2 separate regions of the Bicyclus anynana genome follow, and region 1 is linked to region 2. Evidence: chromatin contacts called from public Hi-C data. All regions are on one chromosome and are shown on one strand. The core of a region is the stretch at or near the end of the contact, and the rest is flanking DNA. Distances in the headings are between cores, read along the strand shown.

Region 1 (2,715 bases), core at 70-2,569, 56 kb before region 2:
TATCTAATAAGCGTGCCTCAGCCTATACAATATGCAATGTATAATTCTTACTCGTAGATACAATAATAAGTTCGCGGCACAAAAAAAACACACGATTCGGCAGAGACATAGGAATGTTGTTTTGATACATTTGCCTGTTGAATTAGCAAATTTTTTATTTTCGTACTTCGTAAGTTGTAAAAAATCCAACACAACCTGATTGTGAGTAATCTGTTTATTATGATCTTACAAAATCCGGTCTTTCTTTTATAAAAAAATTGCTATTTCTTGAACCGACTTATAAAACAGACTGATGTTCTTGATACTGTCGGTGTCAGTACGTATATTTTTTGTTTTTGGTTATTATACTTAGGTACATAATTTTTTTCAGCGAGTGGCGCAGTGGGTGATCTGCCTGCAACGACCGTGGGTTCGATTGGCAGAATAAGGAAATATTTCTGTGATGACCATTAGTGTGTTCTAATGTCTGTCGGTGGTTTATATTATTATAATGAAAAGTCATCAGCTTCTGATAGAAGAGTCGTGCTGAACAGAGCGCCAAATATGGGTTCTTGCTTGTTAATGATGATGATGAGGGATGATTTTCGATTTGGTGGCGATCATTATCAGGTGTTAGTGATAACGGGACTTATGGCTAAACATGCTCTCTGAACCACAAAGGAACTGGCTACGTAATATTATTTAAGATATCAGGGTTCAAAAGGGATTATTATTGTTCTTGGTAACGTCACTTTAATTTAACGGGCATTTTTTCAGATTTCTCTAAAAATGCTTGACTGACTACCAAAAGCTTTTTCCTACATGATAGAGGATACTCACGAGATGGTTTCATATACAATCAAAGACCATAGTGCTGATGCTGCAGTGGCTCTAACTACCCTCATCGACTGTAGGGATTTCAGTTAGTTGTGGCGGTGCAAGTTGGTTTTTATAAAAATATTTTTGATGTAGACGTCAAGTTTCACCGTCTGGCTGCGACTTGCGAGCTCTGTTCAGTCTGTGTTGGCGCTAGATGTTGACGAAGTGGTTAAAGGCGGAATGAGCTTTTAGCGTCACCGTAGGCGCCAAAGCGTTTAGAACAATCGCGTCCCCTAGCGCCCTACAGTACCGGACAGACCAAAAAAATAAGCACGCGGGAACAGGCGAGCTGCATTCCTCGACTGGGTCGTCGCTCGTCGGTCGGCAGTCGGCGCTCGGCGATTCGGCCCGGCAGCCCCGCGCGCGCCGCTGCCCCAGTCGTTTGCGCGCGTCGTTCGCGATAGCTTGTCTGTGTTATCCGCTCTCTATCGTGCGCTGTGTCTGTGTTTACAAGTGTTGTTTTTGGTTATTACCGAATATTATAATAACAAGTGAACGGTGCTTGTGGCAAAGTGATAACATTATTCTGTCTCGATTAACTGCGACGATTGATAAACAACAGTGGTGCGCGCTCAGACAAACACGGCAGGCGCCGGGCTCAGGTAGCGTTTCATATGTTTTCAATCTGATTACGTCTACGCTAATCTGGTTCATAATAATTACTGTCGTATGTTTATGCGTTTCGTGTGGGCACAGGTGCCGCGGGCCACGTGATGCGATGTAGTATTGATGTATGTACTTGTACGCCGCAAGCGACCACGTGGTTTGCTGCTGTAAACAACTGCCCTTCTCTGCGCACTCCGACAATCGTTCCCTCCTCCTGACGGCAACGTTTTGTCTTGTCGCACGGCCCCAATTCTCCCAATTCTCGTCTTATGAAATGGCCATTAGCCATACCTTCACCCTAAACTTCTATAGACGACAATAATATTATGTTCCCAGTAATTTATAGCTGTTACTATAGCAATACTTGAAACATACCAACTGTTTACTAATAATAAATCATCATTACACCGATTTGTTGATCGCTAAAGGATTGTTCAATGGTTTGTTGAAATTATTCGTATTTTTTTATTGTAAACAGTTAAATTGTTATTAATTGACTACATTAACTAAAAAATAAACCCAAAACAATTAACAGAGGTTAGTTTATTTATTACAACATTTATTTATTTTTTTAATGATAATTAATTATACATAAGTAGGTATATTATTATTAAGTTATGAACCAAGTGCGTACTTACTGAAACCGTGAATTTATTTTTACGCAGTAAGAAAAGCCTGCTTGCGTATGAATACTACTACTCGTATTATTATCAAAGACTAGCTGACGCCGCGCGTGGTTCCCGTTCCCGTAGGAATACGGAGATAATATATAGCCTATAGCCCTCCTCGATAAATGGGCTATCTAACACTGAAAAAAAAATTTAAGTCGGATCAGTAGTTCCTGAGATTAGCGCGTTCAAGCAAAGAAACAAACTCTTCAGCTTTAAAATATTAGTATAGATTTTATACTATTTTTTTTTATTAATTATTTATATTACAGTACGTACAAGTGACAATATCACTTGTACGTCGAAACTGAGGCGGACGAAAGTGGATCATTGTATTAAATTCATTTAGTTGCATAGTAAACAACTAAAGGAAAATTATTTAAACTAATAGATAACACCTAAACATAGGTACCTACCTAGTAATATTTTAAAAGGATTTCGTCCTTTCTACATAGTTTTTACATACTTTCACTGTATATAATTATATGCATGGAGTCATGCACAGCGCGACCACCAGACGATCAGTTTTATCGGATGTCCTGCCGTTAGCACTGCAGTTATCATGCACATCGCGACCAACACA
Region 2 (2,765 bases), core at 159-2,658:
TGGAAAAAATAACAAAACTTGGTAAAAATAATTGGCGTTGGGCATAGTCTTATCGATTTTTGTATCGGCGAGGTGTCCTAGATTTGTCTCTTATAATGAAGCCTGAATTTTTGTAGCTAATGACCTGGAACTATTTAAAAATTTTAAAAAAATCATTTGAGCACGACCTGTAGGACTGAAAGCTTTATGAAATGATTTGCGGTCTTATATTGGATAGATTACGAAATGGGAGTAGAAAAAAGATTTTCTAACACAGTTTAATATAAGCTGCAGTAAATAATTATAACATTTTTCTTCGAAGCGTGCAACAGCCGCTGCCTACATTACGTTATCGGCCATTGCGCAACTTGTTTTGCTCTGTATCTACCCACCCATTTATTTGTGAACGAGCCCTAACCACCGTTCTACATTTTAATTAGCTGTTGCAACTTGGCCCCTATGTTTATATTTTAACCGTGTCAACGCACAGGATAAAAGAATGTTTATTTCACTATGAGACACTCGTAGTTTAAATATTGATGCTAGTACCTTGTACTATTATGTATTCTGTGATAGCACTACCTTATTGTTTTGTTTTGACTTTTGCGAATCGATGTTCCTTGCCTAGGTTAATGGGTTAAGGAGGAAGTAAAAATTGAGAATAACTCATCCAAAGTAATATTATAAATGTATGTATGTGAGTTTTGTGTTTTTTACCTTTTTCCATTATTCCTCTATGCCTTTTTCTTATTTTTTCCAATCGTCCTTTTCATACAGAAAAAAAATATATTTTCAAGTTTTTGTTACGTCATATAGACGGAGTTGTTTGACATGAAATCATTAACAATCCATAAACGGCTCACTTTTGAGCACGAGTCTCCCCTCAAAATGAGAGGGATTAGGCCTTAGGTCCACCATGCTGCCCCAATACGGATTGACAGACTTCACACATGTAGAGAATCAAAAAATTCTCAGGTAGGTAATCCTTAAATGATAATAAATTGGAACTGCAAATAATTTATTAACTAGCGGACGCCCGCAACTTCGTTCGCATATCTGTTATTTTAATCCGTGAACTATTCGAGGATAAAAGCGTTCTGTTCCAAGGTTCACTTTGCCTCTATACCAAATTTCATTCCAATCAGTTCAGTTTAGCCGTGAAAATGTAACAGACAGACAGACTTACTTTCGCATTTATAAGTATAGGTGTAACATTTGCTAATTAAAATCATGGTCTTGCTAACATCGATATACCAAATCTCGCACTGGAGGAGGGAGGAGGAAAATGTTTTCGCTAAAGTCACACAACTAATGATTTTTACGGCCTCAGTTGTGAAATGAATGTGCAAAAACATTGTAATTTGCATCAATCGTAACGATCGGTGTGAATGAACAGCAACAATAACATGCTCGCGCCATGTGAGGCGGCCATTGATATGTTCATTCAGAGACCGGAAACATAAATCAACGTAGTGCGACGTTACGCCTCTGGATTATCCCACATACTTCGCAACTTTACCGCCTTCCACTTTATTATTCACTCCATGTTATTAGGACTTGTATAAGTAAGTATAGCTTGACCAAAAAACAATAGCCTATTAAAATCCTGTGTGAGGGTGAAACAAACACTTATTATATAATGATTATTGCACGTTGTAGAGTCAACATCTCCTGAGGATGCTCCGGTTTCGGAGTGAAACGTACGTAGAGAGTATTTTGTCGGACCTGGATGACGTTGTCGCATGGGTTCGTCGACTTTTCGCGGATCATAGCAAAATAAATAAATCATTATATAATCATGATGAACTTCCGCAAAGTAACGCCTGCTTCTATCCAACGAACACTTATCTCAATGCAACCGCAGTATTTTTATAGCAATACTAGCCGTTGTCCCGAATACGGGGATAAAGTATAGCTTAAGACACTCACAAATAATGTGGCTCTCTAGTAGTATAAGAACTTCCAAAATCGGTTTGGAAGATCCACAGACTACCCCCTATAACACAAACTTTACCTTTTTATAATAAACTAGCTGACGCCGCGCAGTTTCACCCGCGTGGTTTCCGTTCTCGTAGGAATATGGGGTTAATATAGTCTGTAACCTTCCTCGATAAATGGGCTATCTAACACTGAAAGAATTTTTCAAATCGGACCAGTAGTTCCTGAGATTAGCGCGTTCAACCAAACAAATAAACAAACCCTTCAGCTTTATAATATTAGTATAGATTACCTATAGATTAGTATAGCGGACACAAGCCTATGTTACAATTATTATATCTCTCGGAAATAAGCATCGTAGTTGATAGTAGTGATTCCACGGATGATACAAAAGTGCTTGTAAACTAAACCTTCTTAAAATTAATGTTTTTTTTTAAATTTCAATATATCTCACATAGAGCGCTCCTCCTAACATCAAGATGACGAGATCACCAAATTAACAAGTTGTATTAAAAACAGTGTATTGTAATTTACCTACAAATACATACTTCAACCATTTATGGTAATGTATGGAAGGTTTATTTATCTGTATAATCGAGTAAATTCAAGCATCAAGACATCCTGCCATAGTTTTTCCTAGAATATAAAAAAACATCAATTGCAAATTACCATTTTGATCACGATACTCAGTACAATAAGGCTGATTTGTGGTGATCATAAATACTATTTTATACGTCTGTTTTATGGTATTGTTTAAATTCATTGCAACATCTTGTCCATTGTTTAGATATCGCGTGTCCCTCAACATGTTTCACGTGAACAATTTTCTACGATGTAGTAAATTTATA

The links. A called contact is a pair of places that touch in the nucleus more often than the background predicts.
Region 1: a contact with region 2 is called in a Hi-C map of whole larva, with 3 times the contacts expected there. The contact joins the promoter of LOC112052096 here to the enhancer-like site in region 2. A contact is called at or near these places in 2 of 2 Hi-C or Micro-C datasets (whole body and whole larva).

What each region holds. Positions count from the first base shown.
Region 1 is chr1:14,227,430-14,230,144 of ilBicAnyn1.1, reverse strand. It overlaps LOC112052096 (insulin receptor), which reads left to right and starts at 1,319. Exons shown (of 26, transcript XM_052884298.1): 1 at 1,319-1,460.
Region 2 is chr1:14,171,669-14,174,433 of ilBicAnyn1.1, reverse strand. All of the region lies in intron 2 of LOC112052096 (insulin receptor), which reads left to right. Among protein-coding and RNA genes, the nearest start is that of LOC112052098, 55 kb to the right of the region's middle. Within about 2 kb of position 1,408, at least 6 of the 8 cell types and tissues checked have open chromatin away from gene starts, as enhancers often do.